Linked DNA regions of Mus musculus: region 1 is linked to region 2. A link is a contact called in public Hi-C data. All regions are on one chromosome and are shown on one strand. The core of a region is the stretch at or near the end of the contact, and the rest is flanking DNA. Distances in the headings are between cores, read along the strand shown. Region 1 has its middle 82 kb from the start of 2810048H02Rik. Region 2 overlaps Gm36873 (a long non-coding RNA gene).

Region 1 (6,610 bases), core at 877-3,376, 230 kb before region 2:
TTGTGTTTCTTTCATTGGTAACTTTTACCGTTTAGCCATAAACTTTGTGCATATTCTGTTGATTAATTGTTTTGTAAGCATTTGTAGAAGGTGGCATATTTTTAATTTTGATTTCTATGTGTTTGATGTGGAAGTATAGTCTTTGTATGTTTATCTTATATACTGTAACCATGACAAAGTCCATTGTTGTCATTCTAGAAGTATTTTTGGCAATGGTAAGGGATGGGTTTCTGGAGACAATTCACACCATATGAGATTTTTATTTCACTGGCTGGAAGAATGGAGAGGTAGGAACTGCCCTGTCCTGTCTACTCACAGGGACAGCAGGCTGTCTTCACTGTCAGGCATAATGTGAGCTGGCTTCTATATCAGATCGATCAGGCTGAACACGTTCTTCTGTTCTTTGAGAATTTTTTTTTACATCTAATGTGTTAGTATTTTCTAAATTCTCACACAAAAAAATTCTCTACTTTATCCTCTTGTAATATATTTGTATTGACATTTGTATTGTTTATGCAATATATTTGTATGGTTGTATTATCTGTAGTATGTGTTGATCGATCATATGTATGTGTTTATTTGCCTTGCTTTTGAATGAGTAGTTGTCTCATGCACATGTGTTCTTGTCAGTCTTGCTTTGCTCACTTCAAACAATATCCACGACAAGCATAATAACAAGGTGGAGATTTTCCCACCATTTCCTGGTGCTTCTGATGGGTCTATTTGTGACTGGACCTGGGCTTATTGTATCACTTATTTACTGACAGCATGTGGTCACTCTAGTTTTTCTCAATTACAAGCAGCAATAGCCCATTGTGAGTAGACTTGTAACTACACTGACATTTAAGAAAAATTTTATTATCTTTGGGATGGAAGAGCAAAACCCAAGAGATTTTCTATCTCCCCAGAGCTCTCTTTTGATCCTGAGACGAGCTTAGATTTTAGCCTTAATGTATGCACTACCTGCATTGGCAGTGTGTTTTTGGAGTAGTCTGTTCAAGTTAAATTAACCTCACAGAACAGTTTTTAACAGTTCTACTATAATAGAAGCCCACAGTGCATCATCCAGTAAGTTCTAGGCATTGTTTTAATTACTTGTTTCACAACAAGCCAATGAGGTAATGATCGAGACTCAAGTTACAGACAGTGGCTGAGAAGGATGTAGACACAGTCTGTGTGCGAGCTTTGACTTGCCCGCTGGAGAAACTCAACATTTTCCTTTTATTATTCTCCTTCTGTCTGAACTGGAAATAAAACTGTCTGCTTCTCAAGATGCTTCAAAGAACAAACGATGTAACAGCTCTGATGGCGTTTTTAAAGCACAACTAGCAAATAATATATTCACCATTTCAATCATTTTACTTTTCTTCAGGGAAGATCATGAACACCGATGTCACTTCTCATCATGGTATCCAGCACGATCCGTCGAGTCACTCTCTCAGAAGGTGGGTGGTTAAGACCATTTATTTCCCAGTGACTCCATGAATCACTTTTTTCCCCCTTAGAGTTCTTGACGTCATCCTTTCTCCTCAGGAGGCTGCCTCTGACTGTTCACAGTCCCTGTGCTAGGATAACTGTTTCTCAAGTCTCCCTAGAAGTCTTTCATGATGATCTGCTAAACACATTCCTGACATCCTTTCTGCACAGCACCCACACTTCCAAGAAGCAAAGTCATGGGGATGGCGTTCAGAGTCCGCAAAAACTACATGTAGAGAGGACAACGCTGATAGCCCATTGGTGGGAATTGGGAGTGCAATTCCCTGTCTTCACTTTTTCTGTATCAGTGATGCACTAAGTGTCTGTTGATTTCCACCCTGAGTGAGTCAGATGGCAGCCGGAGAGGCTATTGTTAGAGGAGATAAGTAAAGCTGCCTGAAGCACAACTTTAATTAATTCAGCATTAATTCTACATTAAATATTGAGAATAATGAGTGTTCCCCAGATGTCATTGTCAAGTGTAGGAGAAACAACAAACGTGTCAACTTAAGCAAGTTACTGGGCAAAAAAGTAGGGGAAAGGTTTGTCTCAATCGGAACAATCTGTTACTACTCTCTGTTGCCCAGAGAGACAAATGTTCAAGTGACGCCCACGCAACATCAGTTTGGCGCTCAGCATCCCATCCTCGCTGTGACAGCCCTGCAGATGGTCTGTGAGTAAACATGGCTCATCACATCCTTGTTTTAGGAGGTCAGCTCTCCTCCTCACTCACTCCATTTTTGCCAAGTGACTTTTATTTTGTGGTTGTTGCTTTTGAATGGGAGTCAAAATAAGTAAATCAATACTGCTCTTCTTTTGTAGCTGCCAGCTCTGACTTTCTCCAAGCATGCATGGGCTTCACCCAGTGGACAGGCATAGAGCAGGCTGCATGGGTCCAAGCACCCATAGGTTTAGCTCATGGAGATCAGATGCCATTAGGCTGCGAGCTGTTTAAGCTCCAGGCTCCCACCGTGTCCTCATCATGTTTGCTTGTACAGCAGGCACACACGGTCTTGTGTGCTTCCAGGAAATTTCTTTCCTAAATGAAATTCTATTCAGTTTTCAACATGTATACTCTTGTGTTATTATTAAATATCCTCTGACAAGTCAATTTCCTGAATATTCTTACTGTCTGTCATATGTACAAAGAAGAGAAGCCTATAATGGGGTAGCCTATCGTTTTAGTCTCACTTTACTTTTTCTCTTTTTACAGTTCTATTATCTTGGGAGCTTGAGTGATTGAATTTCCTGCCTTTGCAAAGGATCTGAGTTTGGTTCCCACTACCCACATGGTGGTCCCCAACCACCTAGAACTCCAGTTTCTGGAGATCCAGTGCCCTCTCTGGCATCTGAGGAATTGTATGAACATACTGTACACCCATAGATGCTAGCAGAACAGCCACACACATAAAAGAAAATAAATAACTAAAAAATCATATCTAATCCAGTGTGAGCACTAGGTAAATACAGTATTGATGAGACATGGCAAGACAAATGTCCAGAACTGATAGATAGCACTCAAAGGAAAAAAAATGCCAGTTTTGAACCTGGCAACATTCTTCAGAATTTTCCAGAGACTAAAAATTTTAGGCTATTATGGTATTGTTCTTAGACACAGGAAGGGCGTGTCACATGAAATTCATGCCATATTTAATGAAAGGATAGAAAAGAACTTAGACGGGTAGAGGGTGAGCCTGGCTTTAGATGGTGCCTTTACAAGTGGCACACGGAATCCACTAAGGCTTTTTTTAGAACATGGTGGTCCCTGCTACAGGAAGGCAGGTGTCTAGTGGGAGGGCAGTAAGTGCTGGGATGAAGCCTGGGGACAAGTGACAGGAAGCACAGGTGCCACAGAAGCACACTTCAGATCCCTCCCACTGTACACATTTTGAGGGTATTTTCATCAAAAAGTTCTCAAACATTTGTCAAGTTGTAGCACAGACTCATGGGAATGGGGGACTGTGAAGCTGTGGTGGCCCAGAAGTCCCTGAATGTATGGCATCAATGTCACTATGCACGGTAGCATCATGAAGCCCAGGATGCTTTCACTGCTTCTCCATAATTCTCAGAAACCACTGTGAGGCGGGCAGGTATTGGCTATTCCATTCAGTGGTAGAGACCTAGAGAAGTTGACCAACTTTCTCCAGGGCGCAGACACACTAGCTGGTTAAGCTTAGGTTAAAAGCTATACTGAAAACGGGGAGAAGAGTTTGCTATCTAGAACTGTCAGCCCTCTACAGGGAGAAAATCAGGAGGAAAGGACATATAAAAAACACAGTGCCTGAGGTAGGATGGAAAACCTTCCAGTGTGGTCAAAGGACAGGTCCTTCCCTGTCTGGAGAATTTGCTTAAAGTATCTGGAACACCAAATGTTTCCCTGGAGTTTTGAGGAAGGAGGATGTTCAGTCATGAAGGGTACAAATGGCTGGAAGGGAGATGGAAATGAAAACCTATCTCTAGCCTGAAGAACTCCTGTCATGACAGGAAGGGGACAGTGTGGTATCATCTCAGGGGCCCAGTAGACTTAATGCCTACTGTCATAGTTAGGGTTTTATTTCTGTGAGCAGACACCATGACCAAGGTAATTCTTATAAGAATAACATTTAATTAGGGCTGGTTTACAGGTTCCAAGGTTCAGTCCATTATCATCAAGGTAGGAACATGGCAGCATCCAGGCAGGCACAGTGCACATGGAGCTAAGAATTCTACATCTTCATCTGAAGGCTGCTAGCAGAATATTGGCTTTCAGGCAGCTAGGATGAGGGTCTTAAAGCTCACACCTACAGTGACACACCTACTCCAACAGGGCCACACCTCCTAATAGTGCCACTCCCTGGGCCAAGCATATACAAACCATCACAACTGTCACAATGAGATTGTTACCTGTCAGTCATAGGACTTTTCAGGCATGAAATAAGCACAGTTTATGACAGACACACGGGAGGCTGAGCAGCAGGTTCTCAGTACACCCAAGACCCCAAGGGGATGAGAGGCTCTGTACCCCACTAAGTGGTTCCTGCAGATGCAATTGCTTCTGATGGAGGCACCATGGTGGAGAAAGCTAGGGTCCCCTTTCTTGGGGAGGGAATTGAACTGAGAACACATGGCCTGGTGAAGTTACAGCTTAGCAGATGAGATCTCACGATGGGCTCCCTAGGGGTGGCATAGCCCTCACAGAGACATGCTCTAGGAAGGTGTGGGAGACACAACTGCACTGCTGCTCTAGAAGGAAGGGGGTTTACAGAAGTGTGGTAGGTAAGAGAGGTTGTTGGGGCAGCACCAGCTGACATGGGCTTGACATACAATATACACAGACCCAGACAGATTGACACACACTCCTGAGCTGAGCAGGCTGTGTGCCTGGGCAACGGAGAAGTTCACAAGATCAGCGCCTTCCAGGAACTTGGGATACACTCCCCAGAGAGAAGGAAGATGGTCAAGAAAACGTACGAGACTATGGAAGTGAGAGCTGGGGAGCTGTAGTCTCGGCAAATATCCACAGCCATCATAGAGAAATGTAATGCATTTCCTTCAGCATGTCTCAGTGCTCAATGTGGGACCCAGAATGATCGTCAGATATGTGACTGTGGGGACCACTGTGGAGGGAGAAGTAAACGCCTGCTGTGTATGTGCATGTGAGAGGCAGAACCCCAACAGCTAGGGAGGAGTACAGATGCCTCTCCACTTTGATGGAGTTGTGTAAAAAGAAAAAAATATCACTCTACGTTGAGATTATAAGTTCAGAACTCGTACCTAATACCATAGGCTAGCAACAAAGTCCAACACTTAGCCATCATCGTTGGCTCTCCATCTATCCATCCTGATGGGTCAACAGGCGATTCACCATGAAAAGGAAGATCCCATTTGACACTATCTTCTGACCTCTCGGTAATTTATGGTCCTTCTATAGGCCTTTCTTTCTGCACGTTCATCCCTCAGGAATGTTAGCCTCTCTCTGTACAGCTGCTAGTCTAAGGGAGGAAACATGAGCCATCTCTCTTAACTGAAGGCAGCAGCACCAGAGTACATTGTGTTTGTGTGTTAAGCACAAGGCCAATTGGCAGGTCTGAAAGTATACAGGCACCCACTGGGAGCCCTGTCAGACCTGGGCTTCTGCTCGGGAAGGGTGGCATCTCCACTGCCTGCTGCTGGGATAGTTGCTGGGGACAGGCTGTGCTTCTCTGCACTTTGAGCTCCTTGACACTGCATCTTTCCCTTTCCTTCCTAGTCAGTGTGAATTTGAGAAAACGTCAGCCCCTAAAAAATCAGACTCAGACGGCCATGATGTGCCATTTTAGAAAGCAGCATGTTACAGGAAAAGGTCGTTTTAAGCATAGTTCCCAGCTGAGCCCACAATTCTTTCCAGATGCCTACATGGTTTGGCAGAGCCTGGAGGAGTTCATTAGATTTTGATTGTGGTGAAAACTCGGTGCACCCCCACTCCAGGGCACTGATAGCCCAGGGGCGTTTTGTATGTACTGGTGTGGAGCAAGCTGGGCTATGGCTCTGACTTGGGTCTAGCCTTCTTTCCCCAACCCCCTCTCAGCTCCTCTGGAGAAAGATGGAGCTGGATGGTGGTCTTTACACTATGCTTGGCACTTGGTTACCAGGTCATTTGCATCCCATTGTGGTATATCCAGGGGCTTCGGGTTAAATTTTTCTGTGAAGTAGGCTTTATTCAGAGTGCCCCAAAAGGTAGACATACTACTCCTTCACCTTCATCCTTACAGCTCAATGCTGGCGGGTCTTAGGTAGTTGCTTCTCTCGGGAGCTAGAGTGAGTACCTTCCAGACTGAAGTTTTCCCCTTCAGCCAGCTCTTCCTGTGTTGATGGTGCAGGGTCGCTTTAGGAGCCTGGATCAGGGATTCTGACCACCCCCAAGCTCTATTCTAGCCTGGGATCCATCTGCACAGAGCATGAGACTGGACAGCATCTTGCAGGCTTCTGCGGGAGTCAATGCTTGCAGTAATTAAGGAAAAGCTGCTTGTGAGATGTTCAGAGACAAGACTCTAGCCAAAAGTCCTTAAGGAGTTGTTGCACCAGAACAATGTGCTTGGAGCACCACTGCATACACAACACTGGCAAGCTCACCCTTGGAAGAGGCTCAAGTCAAATGAGCTTTTTCTTAGCCCAC
Region 2 (6,499 bases), core at 2,061-4,560:
TCTTGCTGGGTCTTGACTAGAAACTGAGAACCCAGATAGAGCATGACTTTGTAAGCTAGCTCAGTCTCTGGATACCTGCTCCGTTCAGTATTCATTGGTATCCCTCTCAATCAGGGACTTACACCCTCAAGATAAGGCTTCTGAAAGCAAGGTATCAAAAAATGTTAGTCCTGGGCTCACCCCTCTGAATAGTTACAGCAAGCTGGGCCTTATCTAGCCAAAGGATAGATAAGGACTTGACTTATAAGTCCTGAAGGATTCATCCACTGTCCCCAAACCATGCCAAGTTTTATGAAATCTCTGGGCAGCAGAGACACTATTTACATTAAACTTTTCTTCAGGTAGAAAATAGCTCCCCCTGTCCCAACCTCCAAGGCTCCTCTCATTTTCTTCTAGGCTCCATCATCTTTCCAGGCTCTTCATCATTTCTGGGTCCATTCCCAAGGCATCCTCTGGCTTTTCTCAGTCTCTTCTAACAGGCTTCCTCTTCCTAAATAAAACACACTCTGAAGCAGTCCCTGAACCCAGAAGGTGCTGGCTTGGGATTGCCTGCAATTTTTCAAGAATGAAAATAATAGTAAGTTAAAAAGCTCAAAACCTTTTTTTTTTTTTTTTGAAAACGGAGTCGGAGCCATGAGCACAGCTCCCTGCACAGCAGCCTTTGTCTCTGAGGACCTGATAGCCTGGCTCCTCTTAAGACATTTTACACACCCAGGAAAAGTCTGAGATGTTAATGCGTGGAGACCCGGTGCCATTTACAGGCCATACCTTCTCTTCGAAAGCGTCTGTGTTAATCAAAAGTGATTAAAGCCAGGCGCCCACTGGGGCCTTCTTTCACAGCTTGGAAGAAGGAAGGAACAGCAGAGATGGTTATCTGACAGTTCAGCAGAGATTCGCTCCTTTCCATGAAAATATACAAGCTGACAGGGGCTGTGCTGCACGCTTACAATTTGTCTGATCTCATCGCCTTGCAGCCCAGGGAAGCCTGGCTTGTGTATTTAAACACAGGAGCTGCTGTGGGGCTTGTTCATGGAAGGCCATACTCAGCTGGGAACCTCCAACCACAAACTTGGCTCTCATGTCACCTTGAATGTCACCTTCAGGGCTGCAATCAGTGATTTAGGCCAATGGGAAAGTGTACCCGATTCCCTGTACTCCTGCAACCATTCTGTCATTCTCTGCACAGGCTCTGGTTTGGGCTGTGCACCTATCCTAGACCTCAGGCTACTGTAATCTTCACCAGGAGTCTTTGATGTATACTATGGACAGTTGTAACCTTCTCCCTGGAAAACAGGAACGTGGCTTCTTCTAGAGCGATATGAAGTGGGGAAAAATGGGTGCCATCACTTAATGTGTAGGCAGCAGTCCTGACAAGGTAACTAATTGTAAGACAGATTCAGCAGATACTATTTTCAGCCTATAAAATTGTTAGTATAATTTTGGTAAAGCCTAATAGCCTGATAGCTATTCTCAGATACTATTTTATGTGTGACAGAGGATGCTCACACAAGCACACACACAAACACACACACACTGTGTGTGTTTACGGTGTGTGTGTGTGTGTGTGTGTGTGTGTGTGTGTGTGTGTGTTTGTGTGTCTATGTGTACATCTGTCCCTGTGCTCTGTGTGTGTCTCAGTGTGTGTGTGTCTGTGTGTCTCTCTGTGCATGTTTTATAAAGATTTTCTTCTAAACATCAGAGTATTTTCAAGGAAAGCAGTTAGTTCAACGTGCTTCAAGAAGCTCTATTTTTAAAATGAGGAATTAAAAATAAACTCAAAGATATAAAGAGTCTACCCTATTAATCGGCTCTGCGATAGAGATGAGAGGGTGGTGAGATTTTTGTGCCTCAGCACAGTGAGTGCTAACTTCTCACCTAATGTCTGATATAGGTCAGGATCTTCAGACAGTTTTTCCCTAACCAACCTGTGGTTCTATCACCCATGAACTGGTGGGCTGATTAAAAGATTAGTAAGCTAAATTCAAGATTGAAGTCCATCAATTATATCTAAAACCACCTCCCTGGACTCAAGTTGCAAGAAAGGTTTGGATATGCAAACTTCCTGAGTTACCAGAGAGAGGAACTCTGAGAAGACCCCATGACATTGACTCTGCCAGTGCCTTGAATGTTTTGTGTTGCATAACAACTTCCTTGATGCCATGCAGAGCAGTGATCACATGGTTAGAGAAGAGGCAGGAGACCCTGAGAGGCCAGACTCACGCTTCCTAGCATCTCACTCTCACAGCACCTACCCCACACCTGCAATGTCTGACCAGCTCAGAGAATCCAGCCTCAATCTCTCCTCAAAGACAGTTGGAAGCTAATTACTGTCCACCAATCCGCACCTCCTGAGGTCTTACCTCCATTCAATACTGTTGAAGTGAGGAACTAATCTCAGGATGAATTTTCACAGAAAGAAATTCCATCCACACAGCAGCAGCCACCAGTAACTGAGGAAAACGCTGTGATGTCCTACATGAAGCTCTATGCCTTCCAGTCTGCCTCCAAATAGTATTCAGTGAAATGTGAGTGTCTTGGCAGCCTATGGTGTTAACTCACATAGGGACTCATGATAACTGTAGAAAGCACATTGCCCACCACAAACAGGCAACTGTGCGCATGTGTGTGCGCACAGTCAGCATCAGCAAAATGACCAAGTTATTCTTGACCCAAAGTGCATTCTATTTCAACAGTTCTCCAACTTTATGTAACAAGTTATAACAAAGTGCCTAGGATCCAGCTAAGGCTGTAACTACCTGTGAACCACCTAAGAATGACCAGCTCTTCGGCCAGAGTTAGTAGACTTTTCGGAGATGTCCCTGACCCCAGAGAAGCTCTGCTAAGGTGAGCCATGGTTATGGGTGAGAGTATGTGTCTCAGGGACTGAGAAGTTTCAGAGGGAAACGAGAGCACCCAGGCCTGGAGCTGGAGATGAAGCTGTTCTCTACACTCTCTCGAGCATGTGGCTCCCAAGAGGATCGCCACTACTCTGTAATCCAGCTTTTTCTCCAGCCTCATGATAAGTGTGTAAAAAAAAATGCTTCCAGAATGTGCTGCTAAAGTATCCAGTGATTAAAAGCATCCCATATCTCAGGAACAAGCTGGAATCAGTCAAGATAAGCAGACTTCTTTACTGCAGAGCTTGTTTGAGCTGCAAATACACTAATATGTCACCTCGGTCCCAGATAGGATCGGTTGTAATCTGTAACATGTTCCACATGACTCCACCAACTAATTCTGTGACTGGGAACATCCTGTGATGCTACAATGCTGTTAAACCGTGTGGGAAAAATGTCCATCTGCTGAGCTCTCTTTAATAAAAGCCGGCTATAATTATATCAGCTTTAGCTAAGTTCTGCCAAGTTGTTGGGAGGTACTGTATAGCACTAGAAGGTCACGTGGCAGAGTCTAAGCAATGGTTTCTGCTCTGTCCCTTACATGGTTTGGCTTGAGTACATTCAGAAGGCTATGGATATGGGTTGTTACAGACTATCTTAATGGAAGGTCATGGACCCTTCTGGAATAGCCTCATCCTACGGAACATATTGGATAATCACAAGGTAGGAGTGATTCAGAAAACACTACCTCCCTCTCTCTAAATAGTTCCAGAATCTGATTTTTCATCACCTACAACCTGACAAGTCACCCTATCTCCTCCTGGATTTATAGTGTAGTTTCTCCCAGACATCACCAGAGTAAACCTGCTGAAACTCAAAGCAAATAGTGACATACCTAACTTGAGAGCTTTCTGTGACTCCTCACTAAGCCCAAAGTCAAAGCGCTTACACTTTCTCACAAGGTCTCTGTAACCAGTTTTTCCTCACCACCCAATCCCCAACCCCAAAGGACCGTGCCCCTATTCATTTCCTTCCATCTGTCCCTGACTCATGTTGCTCCATCCAATTATGACCTTGTATTCATTACTTTTATGTATGGCACTATTAGAATGTGTGGACTTGTTGCAGTAGGTATGGCCTTGTTGGAGTAGGTGTGTCACTGTGGGTATGGGCTTTAAGACCCTGGAAGCCAGTCTTTTCCTAGCCATCTTCGGAACAAGAGGTAGAACTCTCAGCAGCTCCAGCCCCACACCTACCTGGACACGGCCATGCTCCTGCCTTGATAATAATGGACTGAACCTCTGAACCTGTAAGCCAGCCCCAATTAAATGTTTTATAAGACTTGCCTTGGTCATGGTGTCTGCTCACAGCGGTAAAATCCTTAGACACAAGGCAATTTATGGAAGGAAGAGTTTATTTGGGATTATGGTTACAGGTGGACAAGAGCCCATGAATACAGGGAGATCTGGCAGCAAAGCAGTAGGCATGGTGTTTGGAACAGGATGCTGAGAGCTTGCATCCTTTACTGTAAGCACAGAGAAGAGAAAGTAAACTGGAAGATGAAGATTGAGCTCTTATTATCCACCTCCAGTGAAATGTATCCTCCAGTGCAATCTTTATATCCCAAACAGTGCTACTAGTTGGGGACCAAGTGTTCAGATGCTTGAGACTATGAAGGAGATTTCTCATTCAAACTACCACATTTCATTCCCTTGCTCCCATAGTCTCCTGATTACATCATAATTCACAATGCACCAAGTCTACCCTCAAAAGTTCCTAGCCTTTCACAGACATAACACTATTTAAAAGTCCCAAGCCCAGCATCTCCTCTGAGACTCAAGGCAATCTCTTCATCACCACCCTCTGAAATTCAAAGGCAAATTACATACTTCCAACAAATAATGGCACAGAGTATGCATTGACATTCCAAAAGGAAAAGTTGGGGCATGGTGACAAAATACCAACTCATACCAGAACTCAGAAGGGCAAATTCCAACTCCTGTACTTCCATAATTAGTGTCTGGGACTTGAATTTTCAAAGGGCTTTAGGTGGCACTAGGCCTCCAGGTTTGCTGCCTACAACACACATCTCTCTCCTGCAATGATTCCACTTCCTGTATGCATCCCTTCTCAGATGTTCCATGGTTCTCACATCTCCAACACTTTTGAGGTCTCCAGTGAAACCTGGAGATTTTTCTTTCAGAGCTCCATACAGTGCTCTCCCACCGGCTCTTGCACTCAGGACCTCCCTTGGTACAAGTTGACAAGTCTTGATTTACTCTCTGGAACCATGGAGGAAGAATCCACAGCCCCTTCTGTCTTGACTCCTTCATGCTTCAGGTCAGCTGCCAGCATCCTTGCCAGCTGGACCTGCATCCTTGAACAACAGCAGTGCTTCCATTCATGTGCTCGCTGGGAGCATCGGTGCCTTATATCCTTGCTCAGGTCGGAAGCTTAGCTGGGCAGTGTCTTGCCCTGAAAATACCTTTCCCTTTATTCCAGTGCTGATCAGAAGGCCTTTCAATGGCACGCATCCTCATATCGCTTTAGCAGAAGCCTTGGTTGAGACACTAAGTTTCCTGATGCTTTATTTTCTCTTCAAACTGCACATTTGCATTTCTTTTGGTCCACCTGACTTTTCCCCATGATCATTAATAGTAAGTCATTAATAGTAATAGCCATGCCACAGATCCAATATTATGCTGTCTTGAAATTGCCTTTTAACTTCTGCTTATAGTGTTCAACAGTTTCTCTACTCCAAAGTCTCGAAGTCTTCTATATTCCTCCCCAAACATACACAGTCAAGTTCTCCATAGCAACAGCCTACTCTCTGGTACCAACTTTTTTATTAGTTGCTTGTATGTTGCTGTGGGGGAAAAAAGAGCCCATGGCCAAGGCAGCTTATGGATGAAAGAGCTTATCTGGGCTATGGCTCCAAATGAATAAGGTTCCATCAGGTCGGGAGGCACGAAAGCAAGTAGCAGGCATGGTGGCTGGAGTAGGATGCTGAAAACTCACAGCTTATACCATATCCATAAGCACAGAGAGAACACTGAGAATAGAGATAGGTCTTAGGCTCTGAAAGCACACCCAGTGACATACTTCTTATACCAAGGCTGCACCACCTAAACACATGCCCAAGCTATGGGGGACATTTCTCATTTAAATCACTACAGCCCCACTGCTGAGCCTATGGCATTCCCAGCCACTTCCAGGTCAGATTTAGTTAGCACTTAATACTCCTTCTACATGGACAACTAGCTACCTCCGAATTTCTTCCCTTAACTCTCAAGGATCTTGGTTTAAAGGTCATCTTCTTGGTGAAGTCTTCTGTGTGTGTCCTATTTAAAATCACAGCCCCTTCATCCTCTCAGATCTCCCTGTCTCCTTAGCCTGGGGTGCTTTTTCTCCACAACACTCAGCAATACCAGGAGTGCTTCAGTTCTCCTCTATTTCTTTATACTGTGTCCCCCTAGATGGAAATAAATGGCTTGTCATGTGTCATTCCCTGGAGTAGCTTCAGCCTTCAGGAACTAAAAAGTATTTGCAGAAGAGAAGAAAACAGTTAAGCAAATTGACAGGCAGGGTTTTCAGAATTTCTACAAAATGGGCTGGTCAGAGTCAAGTCATAGTCTGAAACTAAACTCAACGAAAAGAAAGAC

What was found. A called contact is a pair of places that touch in the nucleus more often than the background predicts.
Region 1: a contact with region 2 is called in a Hi-C map of ventral hippocampal neurons, with 2.1 times the contacts expected there. The contact joins two enhancer-like sites. A contact is called at or near these places in 6 of 484 Hi-C or Micro-C datasets (nephron progenitors, uterus and ventral hippocampal neurons).

The regions. Positions count from the first base shown.
Region 1 is chr6:117,066,992-117,073,601 of GRCm38.p6, reverse strand. No RefSeq gene overlaps it. Among named protein-coding and RNA genes, the nearest start is that of 2810048H02Rik, 82 kb to the left of the region's middle. Within about 2 kb of position 2,126, at least 36 of the 459 cell types and tissues checked have an H3K27ac peak or open chromatin away from gene starts, as enhancers often do. A contact at or near this core is called in ventral hippocampal neurons, where this site is marked.
Region 2 is chr6:116,843,087-116,849,585 of GRCm38.p6, reverse strand. All of the region lies in intron 3 of Gm36873 (a long non-coding RNA gene), which reads right to left. Among named protein-coding and RNA genes, the nearest start is that of Gm36873, 52 kb to the right of the region's middle. Within about 2 kb of position 3,310, at least 10 of the 459 cell types and tissues checked have an H3K27ac peak or open chromatin away from gene starts, as enhancers often do. A contact at or near this core is called in ventral hippocampal neurons, where this site is marked.